2 separate regions of the Mus musculus genome follow, and region 2 is linked to region 1. The links are chromatin contacts, called in public promoter capture Hi-C maps. All regions are on one chromosome and are shown on one strand. The core of a region is the stretch at or near the end of the contact, and the rest is flanking DNA. Distances in the headings are between cores, read along the strand shown. Region 1 holds the start of Sp9 (trans-acting transcription factor 9). Region 2 overlaps Ola1 (Obg-like ATPase 1).

Region 1 (7,593 bases), core at 1,725-4,224:
TTGCACTCCAGTTAAATTGCCCTGATTGCAGAAAGGGAAGCAATTTTCGTGCTCTCTGTCTGGGTTTGGAAGAAATTGTTTTATATTCACCTCTTTATAAAGAAGTGGAGATAAGGCACCGGGGCCTTTGCACAAATTGCACTTAGGGGCTGACTGGCACCATTCAGGCGCTATAATAGAGCATTATTTGGCCGTTTTGAATAATGTAAAGCGTTTGCTGAAAGCTATTCTCCTGAAAATTGCTTTAACTTTTAAAAGGGTGATGATTCACTCCAAACCAGGCCTTTGTTACATTGTCATTATTTCCCCAAATGTTTTAACAGTCAGCTCAACACTTTAGCATAACACATTGATCTTTGTTTAAAAACTAGATTTTTTAGAAGATGAAAAAAATCTGTCAGACGGAAGGGGAAAAAAACTGGAACCCCCCCCCCAAGATTTTCTTTGAGCCCCACCTTAGAGTTGAAACGGGCAGGATTGTTGAATTGTCTGTATTCCTTTGGAAGACTTCCCTAACTTTTATTGTGATGAGGACGCGTGTGTCTAGGAATATGCGAAAGCCCACGTCCAGAGTCTGACAGCTGGAACTGCGTGGAAAACAGCGGGAGGGGGAGGGGACTGCTGCAGGAGGAGGAGGAGGAGGAGGAGGAGGAGGAGGAGGAGGAGGAGGAGGAGGAGGAGGAGGAGGAGGAGGAGGAGGAATCCGGGTGCCTCGAGCCCGAGACGCCTGTGAGAACTGTTTAAATGGTGGGCTTAAAAATGTTACCAGTGCCAAGTGGCTTTTCGGGTTGTCTTATTTATGACTTGGTCAGGTTTCCTTAAGAAGAGGGTGGGTTGGGGAGGAGAAGTCGTGGGGAACCCCTCTGCACTTCTCCTCCCCGGGCTGCCCAGGGTGAATCGGAAACGCCTCGCTGCCACTTAACAATCCCTCTATTAGTAAATCGACGCGAGGACCCTACGGGAAGCCGAGGGCCAGCCTCCCCTTCCAGGGCAGAAATCACCTGTTGGGAACAGCTCCTGGGTCCCCCCTGCTGGGCTTTCTGGCTTGGTCCTGCAGCCTGGTAACCCGCCCCCTTCCACCGCGTTGTCTTTCTTTACGCCCCCCCCCCCCTTAGATTTTTATCTCAGTCACCTAGGACGCAGAGCTTCCTTCCTAGCTGATCAGCTCATCCCTCTCTTTTCTCCTTTTCCGCCATCATTTTCCTCCTTTTCTTTTGTCACCTTAAAGTTTTCTTTTAAAGGCATTCTGAGCAAAAATAGTCTAGGGAAAGGCGACGTCCACATAAGCTCTCCCCATTCACGAAGAGCCGGTGCGTGCAGGCCTGGTCTTCCACCTTAAGGTGAGAGAGAAGTCTTGCGGTGGACTTACTTTTGGGCCTAGAGATCTTGCAAATGAACTCAACCTGGAAAAACAACTTCACATCCTCCTGACTTGTCGTTCCCCCGACAAATTGTCTTTTGCACCCGATCATTTAGGGTTGGGAGTTATTATTTTAAAAAGCAGGATGTGGTTTGGAGGGGGGACGTGCTTACACGTTTAAGTATCCAGACCTGCCTGAGGGCGCTGGTATTTCTAGTTCAAAAGCTGCCTCTGGCTACCCTGGAAAAGACAAAAGTAATGCCCAGAAACAGGAAACCCTCCAGCGGCGGCGCCTTGCGATGCGTGAGGACACCTCTTTTTACACCAAGGTCCAGAGAGGCTTTGAAGATGCTTCCAGCTTGCAGAAGGCGGAGGCGCCCACGTGTGGCCTGGCTTTCGCAGACTCTCTCGGTGAAGGCTCCGGAGAGGTCCTCCAAAGGCTGTGTCAGCAGGGTGCCTGATGAAGATGAGCCTTCCTTTGGAGTCCCTTGGCCCTGAAGACGGAGTTTCTAGGCCCTAGCAGTCTGCAGTGGAGATAGTTTGAATCTGAAGCAAGAAAAATGACTCTATAAACATCCCCTAAAACTCGACTTCAACCTGAAATCCGACATGCAAATCTCCACCGGGTTAAACAAACAGCGGTGCAAGCTGCAGCTTCGGCGGGGGTGGCGGTGGGGGGGCGGACGCCGCTCGCGCCGGTCTCCGTTTCCAAAGTTGTTACAATGTGAAAATAAGCGGCTTCGTGCAGAGTGTTGTATGGGCTGATGCTTCCCACCCCCACGCCAGCCCCCAGAAAAACCTGGCAGATAATCAGCACGTCCCACTGTTTAGTCATATTTGACAACTGGGTTAACCTGGTATCTAGGCGCTGGCGAAGCCATACAAAGGGTGCCCTCAATTACCACCAGGAGCTTCTGGTGTGATAGGCACTTGTATTACCCCCTGGGTCAGAGGCCAGAGCGACAATTAGGAAGTCACTTAGACCGCTGGAGGGAAATGGCGGGATGCAGCAGGCTCTGGGCTCTCCTAACAAGTCTGTGGGTGTAGACCTGCCTGGAGAGGCCCAGCTGTCCTTTGCGCCCTCTGCTCAATAGGACTCTGAGTATAAAAAGAGTACGGTGGGAGCAGGAATCTGGGAAAACGACCACGACAAGGATAAATCCATCGCAAGAGTGATGGCTACAAGTTCAAGTTCTTCGCAGCAACAACGTGTACACACAAAGTGAACGCAGACCATTTCTGCTTGTGCCCTAGGCCGGGGTGTCCCTCTCCTGCTTCTTTCCCACAAGTGGAGAGTGAAGACTGTCAGCCCTACGTAGCAAGGTGGCCAGGGTGGTGGGAGTGGTGGGGGCCTGCGGCTTGGTCTCAACAGTACTTAAACCTGGCTTGGTACGTGAGTGTGTGTAAATTTTTAATTGCACTGTAATTTCTTCTGTCCCTAGCCCGCCCCCCTCCCACCCACGCCCGCAGACTTGACTGGCACGCGCCAGGAGCCCGGGCTCGGGCCCCTCGGAGCGTCTGATTGGCTGCGGGGCAGCTCCCGTCTGCTCTGCCTGCGCCCTCATTGGGCGAGAGGCGCAGCCAGCGGCACTTCAAAGCGGGTGCTCCTCGCACTTAGGCTGAGTTTTGCCGGCGGGAGCCCAGAGTCCGCTCGGCGCGAGCGCGGGACGCGGGAGCCGCGCGGGACCTGAATCGTGATTCCCAGCAGCCGCCAGGCTTAACACCGCTCCGGGCCTCGCCGCGCAGCCCAAAACCTGCTATGGCCACGTCTATACTTGGGGTAAGTGAAAAAGACTCGCTGCAAAGGCTTTGCTCATTTTTGTTTGTTTTGTTTTTGTGTTGTTGGTGGTGGTTTTTTGTTTTTGTTTTGTTTTCTTATGGCTTCTCTGGGCCAGAATCTCTCAAGAAACTGTTGCTATACCACAGCTCTGGTTTCCTTTTAGCATTTTCTACATTTCTGGAACCGATCTTTTCAAGTTATTGGAACCTGGGACCTTTTGCCTTTGCAAGAAAAGAATGTCTTAAGCAAGTTCCCTTTTAACTGGTTTTTGAGGCAAAGCCGAATGTTTCTTTTCTTCCCTTCTTGATTTTAACATCACTCCCCCACTCCCAACCCCACCCCCCGCCACTTGGTTTGGGGGTTGTTGCATTACATTACAGTGTTTTCTGGAAAGTCTTGTTTTGCAGGCCACGAAGTTACATTAATAAACACTTACATTAGCGTGGCTCCCCAGTTTGCCCTTGACTTTGAAAGCCGCTTATACTTGGATTCTTTTTGTAATCGTGTGCGTTGTGTAAATATCAAAACTACGTTTCTGAACTATAAAAGAAAATAGCCAAGTCGTAGCCACTCATTCGAGGAATGTTCTAAGAGTTTCTTCCAGCACTGGGTGGCTGTTTTGGCCACCACCCCCCGCCCTCACCCGTTATTTCTTGTGTGTGTTTACCTTCGTGCTACACCCGGAAGGGCGACTTGGGAGCTTCTGGGAGATGAGCGGGCTTATGGCGTCAACCCAAGTCTGATTCTAGACAAGGGTGGCAGCGAACGAAGTGGCGAAAACCGAGGCATTTCTGATCTATAGTCTCACTGAGGAACAACTTTCCTACTCGCTCGTGGTCGCCTCTGTCCTGCGCGGGGCGCGGCGCGTCCCCCGCCAGCGTGCGGGGAGGAGGCGCGAGCCGGGGTGCCAGGGCCCTCCGGGATCTGCGCGGGGGGAACGAGGCTGCTCACCGGTGCACTTTGTGTCTTCCCCCACTTCTCCCTGCCCTCCTCCTCCTCCTCCTCGCTCCCTCCTTCACCCCACCCACTCTAGGAAGAGCCACGCTTCGGAACGACCCCGTTGGCCATGCTGGCGGCGACCTGCAACAAGATCGGCAACACGAGCCCCCTGACGACCCTGCCCGAGTCCAGCGCCTTCGCCAAAGGCGGCTTCCACCCCTGGAAGCGCTCCTCGTCCAGCTGCAACCTCGGCTCCAGTCTCTCCGGCTTCGCTGTGGCCACGGGCGGCCGCGGCTCGGGCAGCCTGGCGGGTGGCTCGGGAGCCGCCAACAGCGCCTTCTGCCTGGCCTCCACGTCCCCCACGTCGTCCGCCTTCAGCAGCGACTATGGCGGCCTTTTCTCCAACTCGGCGGCGGCGGCGGCCGCGGCGGCCGGCGTGTCCCCGCAGGAGGCGGGCGGCCAGTCGGCCTTCATCTCCAAGGTGCACACGACGGCGGCCGACGGTCTGTACCCGCGCGTGGGCATGGCGCACCCGTACGAGTCGTGGTACAAGTCGGGCTTCCACTCGACCCTAGCGGCGGGCGAGGTGACCAACGGCGCGGCGTCATCGTGGTGGGACGTGCACAGCAGCCCTGGGTCCTGGCTGGAGGTGCAGAACCCCGCCGGGGGGCTGCAGAGCTCGCTGCACTCGGGCGCCCCCCAGGCCTCGCTGCACTCTCAGCTGGGCACCTACAACCCCGACTTCAGCTCGCTCACGCACTCGGCCTTCAGCTCCACCGGCCTCGGCTCGTCGGCCGCCGCCGCTTCGCACCTGCTCTCCACCAGCCAGCACCTGCTGGCCCAGGACGGCTTCAAGCCGGTGCTGCCCTCTTACTCGGACTCCAGCGCAGCGGTGGCCGCGGCGGCCGCCAGCGCTATGATTTCGGGCGCAGCGGCGGCCGCCGCCGGGGGCAGCTCGGCGCGCTCCGCCCGTCGCTACTCGGGCCGCGCCACCTGCGACTGCCCCAACTGCCAGGAGGCCGAGCGGCTGGGTCCGGCCGGGGCGAGCCTACGCCGCAAGGGGCTGCACAGCTGTCACATCCCGGGCTGTGGCAAGGTGTACGGCAAGACGTCGCACCTGAAGGCGCACCTGCGCTGGCACACGGGCGAGCGGCCCTTCGTGTGCAACTGGCTCTTCTGCGGCAAGCGCTTCACGCGCTCGGACGAGCTGCAGCGGCACCTGCGGACTCACACGGGCGAGAAGCGCTTCGCCTGCCCTGTGTGCAACAAGCGTTTCATGCGCAGCGACCACCTGAGCAAACACATTAAGACGCACAACGGGGGCGGCGGGGGCAAAAAGGGCAGCGACAGTGACACGGACGCCAGCAACCTGGAGACACCCCGTTCCGAGTCCCCGGACCTCATCCTGCACGATTCCGGCGTCAGTGCAGCCCGGGCGGCTGCGGCGGCGGCAGCGGCGGCGGCGGCAGCGGCAGCGGCGGCTTCGGCGGGAGGCAAGGAAGCTGCGACCGGTCCCAACGACTCCTAGAGGTTGGCGGAGAGGCGCGAGCGAGCAAGTAGAGACACCCAGAGCGAGCGAGCGAGAGGTTCGGAGGGCGAGCGAGTGGGCGCACGGGAGGGCAGGGGCTCCAGAGAAGCCCCCGGAGCCCAGGCTGGGAGCGAGGTGGAGCAGCGCGGAACCCCGGGCGGTGGCTTGCTGGCGGCGCCGGAGTTGCCCTCAACCCGTTGCGCCCAGATGAGAATCGATCTCGAGGTCCAGAAACAAAAGCGAGCCATCCTCCGACATAAGTGCAGGTTCAAAACTACACACACACACACACACACACACACACACACACACCACCCCGGAGTCCCACAAACGCAAGAACGCACACTCCCGCGCGCGCACTCACAGGCACCCACTCGAACAAACTTCTCCAGAGAAGAGCAATACACAGAAATGTCCCCTCCCCCCACTGCCCACTCCCCCCACCATCCTCTGTCCTTTTCTCAAAAACAAAAAACAAAAACTAGCTACCACTCAGCAAAGGACTGTCAGAACTTTCGAATGAAAACAAACGAGACCTATAAAAACAGACCCTTTGTGTGGATTATATTATATATAAAATCTCCAAGTCCTGCTTGATGTCTACTTACAATGAGACTTTTTTTTTTTTTTCTAAAAAAAGGAAGCATCAAAAAAGGCTTAAGGTGAGATATTCAACTGGAAGTCTAGCAACAGTTTCTCTGTATTTCATAACATCTGTATAAATAGGGTTCAAAGGATTGTGTTCTCTTTTATTTTCTTGTAAATGTTCATTCGAATAGTTTTTTTGTGAATTCCTGAAATTCAGGGAGTTTCTTTTTAATTTTCTGATGCACTTTGTGAAAGTCAGTATATATGTAAAAGATATTTAAAATGTTGAGTTACCATTTCACTCAAACACGTAAGTTAAGGTCATCTAAAGAAATTAAATGCGTTTATCTGTATGAAGAGAATCTTGACATCATATTTTCATTTTGGTGTTATTAAAGGACTCTAAACAACACTCCTCCTTTAAAAAAATATCCTGTTTCCCCCTCAATAATCTTTAATGTGGAATCAACTATTTTTTTTTGTTGGGAAACAAATTCCCTTAATGTTAGTTGTAGGCAATGAAGTTTATGTGGGTTGCAAAAGCCATAGCACACATACATTTTTTTGAGAAGTCAAAATTATTTATTTGTATATCAACAGCAAAAATTAAATCGGGTTATAAGAATGTGTAGTTGTATTACTTAATGGGAGGGCTTGCAAAAGGTGACATTTTAAATCTTTGGATCGCCTTTTTAAAAAGCCAGGGCTTTTGACAGTTTTAACTGGGGAGATACCTACCCATCTCCCGGAGGGTTCAGAAAAAATTGGTGGGTTTGTTTTTTAAAACTGATTTTAAAACAATCTGTGGGGGAAAAAATCTTTCTAGGAAAAAAATATCTTTTAGTTTCCAAGGCTCTCTACGTTGGGAGGCATCTCTGGGGAATAAATCGCTAGAGTCAATACCCCGGAAAAGACATTTCATGCCTAAATGAAAATCTTGTTAAATGTTATTAATTTTGACTTAGAGCACACAGCAGCCCCCTGTGCCTTGTATTCCCTTATTAGGGATTCATGTCTTATCAAATATCTAATTAATCTCCTAGACATCATTTGTTCTGGCCAACTTTATCTCAGCTGGTCCACAGGGAAAACTCCAAATATTCTCTGTGACAAAGCTCCCTTGAAGATCTTTTTAATTGTCTAAATTAACTGCACCAAATTTGCATGTCAAACGGTAAAGGGCAACCTGAGATAAAATGTAAACGTTTTAAAAGCCCCAAACTAAGCACTTGATTTGATAACTAGGCTTTTTAATGTTATGGAAGACAACTGCTCCTTTCCTTTTCAAAGACGGCTGATCTATGCAAATAGTGAATTGGAAATGCCTAGGTCCCCTCGCCGTCAAATGGCCCTCGCAGGTTATTTGAATATCAGTGGCTGCTTCTGAAAAGGTTCAAG
Region 2 (7,403 bases), core at 2,418-4,917, 92 kb before region 1:
CAGGGATAAGCAGATAGAAGACAGTAAGCATGAGACTACAACAGCTCTGTTAATCAGATAAAAACGATTTCAAAATAAAAATACTGCCATAATAAGCATGATAAATAGAGGGATTGCTAATGCCCATACTTTTAGGCACTCATAAGGGTTCTGGAAAGCATTCCTATTAGATAAGGACTGCTACGGAACATCAGCAAGAGGGGCTGCCATTGCTCTCCAAGTTTTTGTCAAACCAACTGCTTAAGAACATCAAGAAGAAATGCTAGAAACTAGGCCAACAAAGTGAAAGACCCAATAACGAAGTCTGGGAACAAGGCCGAAGAGAAGTGGTCCAAGGGCAATGGATGTTTAGGACAAGCTCAACAACCAAGTCCTGTTTCATAAAGCAATATATGACAAACCCTGTGGTAAGCTCTCAGATGCCTCCATTCACTGGGCCCTCTGAAAATGTGCTGCTCCCTGGCCAGGCCAGCCCTTCAGGAGCTCTTCAGTAGAGGATTCACTAAACTGGTTTCTGAGCACAGAGTTCAAGTAATTTACACCAGAAATACATGAGTGGAGACATCCCAGCTGCTGGCAAAGATGCACAATCAGGTCCAATGGATAGTTGTAGTTTACTTGGGGGGTGGGAGGGGTGGGGAGGAACAAAAGTAAACTGACTGGGAATATACAAAGGCATAACATGTATAGGTACCTAAGCATACTTTCAAAATATAGGACACTTGTAGTATATTTGATTGATTGTGAACCCCAAGACTATGAACTGGAAAAACCTGTTTCTTGTTGTGGTGTGGTTCAGCCCTAACACACACCTTTAATGCAAATGCTTTCTGTTTACTGTTAACAAGTAGCTGTGGTGTGGCTCAGTCCTAGCACACACAAGAGCTTTCTGCAAACAAGAGCTAAAGTCAACAATAGGACAAGAGGCAAGCAAACCAGTTGACAGGGTCTCTCAAAAAGATCAGTAAAGCTGGGTGGTGGTGATGAACTTAGTCCTAGCACTCTGGAGGCAGAGGCAGGCAGATCTCTGAGTTCAAGGCCAACCTGGGCTATAGAGTGAGTTCTAGAACAGCCAGAGCTACACAGAGAAACCCTGCCTCGAAAAAACAAAAAGAAAAAAATTAATTAATTAATTAGGCTGCAGATACATTAATCAAGAAAGGACAAAAGATGGGCTGGAGAGATGGCTCAGCAGTTAAGTCACTGGCCACTCTTCCACAGGTCCTGAGTTCAATTCCCAGAAACCACATGGGGGCTTACAACCACCTGTTATGAAATCTAATACTCTCTTCTGGTGTGTCTGAAGACAGCTACAATGTACTCATATACGTAAGATGAATAATAAATAACTTTAAGAAAAGAAAGGGCAAAAGGTAAAAATTATGTCTTGCTCCAACGTCAGGACTGAAAGAGGATACATTACTGTAAGCTATAATATAACAAATAATAGATTAATAACTTTATACTAATAAATTCAACAATCTAGCTAAAACAATAAAAATTCTAGAAACAAATGAACAGTGAACAAAAAATATAAATTTATCTTGTATCAATTCAAACTGAATTTGAAATAGAAACTTCACCACAAATAAAGAAACAAACATAAAAAAATAAACAAAGGTAGGCCTTGAAATGGCTCATCTGGTAAATTCTTTCTATCATTTAAGAGGGAATGAACAAAGACCTCCAGCAAACCCATCAGAAAATCACCTACTAATTCACAAGGCTAGTATTATCCTAGTGTGAAATTATCTACAAGAAAAGAATACAAGAAAACCAAACAACTGACATGCCTTCAAGAACACTCATGAAAAACAAAGTCTTTAACATTTTAGCAAACCAAAGTGCGATGCTCTAAAGGTATGCTATCCCAATGAAAATCATCTAAAGGTAGGGACGCTATCACAACAAAACTCGTTATTCTGCAGACTAAAACATTAGGAAGAAACACATCTGCAACAAAAATGAAAGTACAAATTTAACTAGTCTGTATATTAACCCCAAAATATAATGATGGCTAGTTACCCATGACTACCAGAAATTCTAATGGTATATGCTTAAATTTCATGAAACAAAGGTCAATGAAAATAGCAATCTTGTAAAAATCAAAAATAACTTAAGCCAGCAAATTTGTAACTTGTATATGAACAAACAAAAAACTAGGGAAGTCTAAAATTCTGTAAAGAAGGTCATCCTGACAGAGTTTATATTAGAAGCACAGTGACTTCCCATCCAAACCTGTCCTATACAGTCCTCAGCAGGTGTCAGACAAGATACGGAGGGCCTGGAACTCGCATGCCCCGTGAAGCTTGTTACAGCCACTTTGAAAACCAGTGTGGTAATGTTTTGGAGCTAAACACACATTTTCCACACTCTTCCAACAACCTTATTTCTATGTATTAGCCCCACCAAAACCCAGAAATTTATGTTCACATAAACACTTGTACACAGATTTCTATAAGAGTAAAGCCTGGAGCAGGGCGTGGTGGCACACGCCTTTAATCCCAGCACTTGGGAGGCAGAGGCAGGCGAATTTCTGAGTTCGAGACCAGCCTGGCCTACAGAGTGAGTTCCAGGACAGCCAGGACTACACAGAGAAACCCTGTCTCGAAAAAAAAACAAAAAACAAAAACAAAAGAGTAAAGCCTGGGAACAAATCACAAGTCATCAACTCATAAATGGATGGGCAAATTGTGATGTTGTATGTTAAAGGCTCTCTGGCAATAAAACATCAACAGGGAAACAAACTATGCACAAACTGCAAAGCGTGCTTGCTGGTGAGTGAAACACATACAACACTGTATGCCATGTGACATTACATGAAATTCTAAAGTGATAAAACTGCATTGAGGGACAGTGGAAGGGATCAACAGCGACTAAACATGAAACGCACTACAGAACATGAAAACCCTGAGTATCTTGATCCATGACAGTGGGTACATAAAACTGCACACCATATTATCTGGCGTTAATGGTGTTTGGAGAAAACACCCCACAAAGAAACTTGATATACAAATGTCTTTCAGGAGGTTTAATATGTTTACCTAAGCTTAACATTACTGACTCTTATCAAGCAGTCGATGTAATTTATTTTAAAAATTTACCAAGACAGTATTGCAGTATACTAAGTGATCATATAAATTTCAAAACCTGTTCCATTAAGTTTCTAGAAGTAAAAGTTGATTCTGAATAATTAATTTAGTAAAAACATAAAAATCAATTTGAAGCGCTGCTACAAATACATATGAGAAACAATCTGCTATGGACAAGAAATCACATTCATTGGAAAGCGTCCTAAACTTGTTCTCAATGGTGTGTAGTCTTTCTACATGCCCCAGGTGCTCCTCCGTTCTGAAAAGGCTACTGACAATGTGCAGCATGGCAAGGTGACCCTCACCATGGTGGGAAGCCTTGGACCTTAAGAGATACAGAGCATTCTACCACCAACATGTACAGGGGATTAACAAAACAAACCAAGAAATCATACTTCTATAACATTTTTATTTCCGAAAGAGACCATTTTATTTTGACACTAAACTCACTGGTGCAAAATCTTGTTTTCAAAAGGTTTCCTCAACAAAGCAGTTTGTTCTGAGCTGCACAGTTCACTGTATTACAAGCACCAGGCTGAACAAACCAGGACTGAGAGAGTCGCCTTATGCACATTGCTGTTGTCCCACATCACTCAGAACAAACCTTTTTAGATCGCTAACTACCACAGGAGTGCTGATTACACAGGCACCAGCAATTTCCTAACCAATGACCACCTGAACAATGATGTGTTCAGCTTCTCAGACCCTGCAGCCTTTCAAAGGTGAATCATTTCACAGTTTGGAACAAGATCTCCATAGCAACTTCCCTTTGAGGGTTTTAGAATCACCATCCAGTAATTCTATGATCATCAAGCTCAACCATTCCCAATGGTTCTTTTCACAGCAGATGGGAAAGGATGCCTTGAAATTTTACAGTCTATTTCAAGCAATTCATCTGGCAGCCTATTAGAATTCAAAATATTTCGACCTTCAATCACAAAGCATGTTATCTGAGGCTGTGGTGATCTCAAGTCAAGACAAGCAGACGTTTTAGTCTAATCATCCATGATGAGAAGAGACTGACAAAAACTCTTAATTCAACCACCATCAAAATGCTTATTTTAACTGCATGAAAGTCTTTCAACAGGCAATGAAAACACACCATGCACCATTTTATCACAACCTCTGTGCAAGAAAAATATGAATTCTGAATATTGACATGGATCTCAGCACTTCTTAGACTACTTAGAACAAGGGCATTCTTTAAAAGTTAGCCTACATCCAACTGAAGAGCACTATTATTCTCTGCCAGAAATCACAGACAAATTGGTAGTGCACCTTAGGTCAGTCAGCCTAATAAAATCAAGAATATTTGCATTTTTTGTTTTTTTAAGTACACTTCATCACAAACAATAAAAGATTAATGTCAACAGAAAATTAATTTTGATTTATAAAAAGGCATATTCTAAAAAAATCATAATTTATAAAATGTTAGTAACCTTGTAAGTTTCCCCAATTACATCAATTCCCAAATAATTCCAAAATAACTAACTTGCCTATTTTTAAATACTAGATTTAACCACTTGCTACTAAGCTGAACTTAATTATTTATCTAGACCTTCTGGAAATTGGAAGTTCAACTATAAAGTAATAGGTTCATTAATTAATTTTTTTTTCTGTATCTGTCTGCTCAGGTGCCTTTATTTGTAATGGCCCCTAATCAGAAACAATACCAGCCAACAAGTGAATCGATAAATCCCATTATATGAATAAAAACAGTACTTAGCAATTTCCAGAAATGTAGCATTACTACCTATAATAAATTTCCAATTATGCCAAGTGAAAACAAACACACAAACAAATAAAAGTATATATGATTCCAATCAAATTATAAAAAATGTGAACTAGCCTACAGCGATTAGTACTTCCCTGGGAGTACAACATCAGGGTGCTTATCTTAGGAAGGGTGCACAAAGGTTCATGAACCATCCTTTGGGGAGATAAGCATACATATGTTGACTACATACGATTTGACAGGTAAATACATCAGTTGGTACATATCAGATGTTTACTTTCCTAATTTTACTTTAATAAAGCTGTTAATAGTTGAGTGAAGATCTTTGAGAACATACTTAAGTTTCATCACAGGGATTTATCAATAAGATGTATGCATTATCTTATGTCTCTGAGCCTTGGTTTATTTTATACTTTGATGTTAACCTATGATTTCTGATTGGTTTTGAGACAGTTTCACTGCATTGCCATGGGTGGCCTCAAACTGCCTCACATATGAGATTAAAGGTGTGTACCACCTCACCTGACCTAATAATTTAGGATTTAGGCTGGGAAAAAATGTTTTATTTAAAATGGTGGCCTCATTAATTAATTTGCAGCATTTACAAGTACCAATTATAGGTATTTATTTCCAATATTTGGTTTGTTTGGCTCTTTTTTTCATTTTGTTTTGTTTTATGAGACATGTTCTCCTTGGGGGCCCCAAAACAGCCTCTCAAATGGTGGGATATTAGGCACACACCACCACGCCTGGAGGTGTATTTATTATAGATATTCAATGGGTCTTCGAAGCCTATCTAAGCAGAAACAAGTTATTCTCTCGTTACGCTGAATCACAATTCCTGCTGACTAAGTCGACTTTAAGAAGATAAGAACTCATAAACAGGACAATTGGTCTGCCTTCCATATAGGTGCACAGTAAACCGGCACCACTCAAGTTCCAATGATTTAGAAACCACACATGAGCAAAAATAAAACATTGTACCTCCTTAAGCATACTCATACCTCACACAATCAAATCATGAAGTTTATTTTCCAAGCAAAGCGTGACACTAACTTCAACTTGTAATTGGACTCAGTCTCCAGGGTAAATGTATAAGTGAGCTGTTTACAATTTTCCATACGAGCTTTGCATTTGGTTTAAATGATCACAACACAAGACGACAGCAAAATTATCTAATGCTATAAAACTGAGAACAATAAGAAAAATACAAAATCTAGATATACTGATTTCTGAAAACTAAGTAAAAACTCTGAATGAGAACAAAACTGATAATTATGTCAATGAGGTCAACCTTAAAATTTGCTTCTTCATACTTTTTGTTTTCAAAAGTTAACTCCCACCAGAATGAATGCAGCAATAAAGACAGGCTGAGGGAAGCGAGGCAAGTCTGCACAATAATTCTGTGGCAGCCGATGCAGGAGGACTGCTGCGGTCAAGGCCACCCTGGCTTACATAAGAAGAGACACTTGGAAAGCAAAGGGAGAAACAGGGAAGAAAAGGGAAAGGAGCGGGCAGAAGAGAGGAAAAGGGTCAATCATAGCATGTTTTACTTCGAATTGGCTTATGATCTGAGCTATGTAACTTAGATTAAAATCAATTTATATATAAAGAACAAAGTAATGCTAAGTAGAAATTTAAACAAAGGATAATGTTTATATTAAGATAAAAAGCAAAAACTTGCATACCAGTACGTATTTTACTTTACGTTTAGGGATATAATATAACTAAGGAAGCAAAAATTAAAAATAATTTTAAAAAATAGCTCACTTGTGAAATTCTAATTCCCAAGTTTTATGATTATGTCAGTGTGAATAATTTCTATTACTATCATAAATCAAAGTTTAAATAAACAGAAACTTCTTAAAATAGTTACACACAGCTTTCTTTTTCCTTGAGTCTAGTTTATTAAACCACACCATGTCCATACACTGACTATTCAAATATATTGCCCTAAAGGTTCACTTGTGGGAACTCTATATTAACTTTGGAATACTCTAAAACATTTCTTTATCAATAATGAAACCTATCAATTATTTTGCTTAGTTATTTGTCAAAAACTAAAATAAAATACCAAAATAAAACAACACATACCTTAGACTAACTTGTATAACTTATCGTATTCTCCTCCTTTTGAACTTTTAAGGAGAGGTATTATTAGTTTTACTAACCTGGAGCTCCCATATGACATCAGTTACTCAATAAATGCTGCTCTCAATTATTAGACAATAATACTAGCTACCTCATGTTTCTGAAACATTCTGCACAGGCAATTACATTTATAATTAATCTCTTGTTATACAATAAGAATAAGAAATACAAACAGATTAATTTAATGAGATAATAGACAATGTTTTAGTATTATCTTCATTTTTTACTTATACTTTCCCCTCCCTCAAAAAATATGCACGGAATCTGCCCCTAACAGTGAGTTAACCCACAAAGTACTTTATCTAAGTGCCTAGAATAACCTTAAATTTACTTTGTAACATATAATCAAGTAACATACTGTAATTGAAGCATACTGAAAACAGCAGTTACTAGCTAATTATCATTAATGGAAACATTTCCCTCAA

What was found. Promoter capture Hi-C pulls out the DNA fragments that hold promoters and counts their contacts.
Region 2: a contact with region 1 is called in a promoter capture Hi-C map of trophoblast stem cells, with 3 times the contacts expected there. The contact joins the enhancer-like site here to the promoter of Sp9 in region 1. A contact is called at or near these places in 16 of 39 promoter capture datasets (the 3T3-L1 cell line, 3T3-L1-derived adipocytes, the HPC-7 cell line and 10 more), 20 of 484 Hi-C or Micro-C datasets (the 63-12 cell line, the AML12 cell line, CD4 single positive thymocytes and 14 more), 12 of 115 datasets of contacts at active chromatin or transcription factors (the SCID.adh cell line, T-cell acute lymphoblastic leukemia, bone marrow-derived dendritic cells and 8 more) and 5 of 9 other capture datasets (adipose tissue, embryonic stem cells, embryonic trunk and 2 more).

What each region holds. Positions count from the first base shown.
Region 1 is chr2:73,268,952-73,276,544 of GRCm38.p6, forward strand. Sp9 (trans-acting transcription factor 9) reads left to right here and starts at 2,975. Exons shown (of 2, transcript NM_001005343.2): 1 at 2,975-3,140; 2 at 4,174-6,820. The coding sequence starts at 3,120. The coding sequence ends at 5,607.
Region 2 is chr2:73,176,369-73,183,771 of GRCm38.p6, forward strand. All of the region lies in intron 4 of Ola1 (Obg-like ATPase 1), which reads right to left. Among named protein-coding and RNA genes, the nearest start is that of Ola1, 34 kb to the right of the region's middle. Within about 2 kb of position 3,668, at least 5 of the 459 cell types and tissues checked have an H3K27ac peak or open chromatin away from gene starts, as enhancers often do. A contact at or near this core is called in the SCID.adh cell line and trophoblast stem cells, where this site is marked.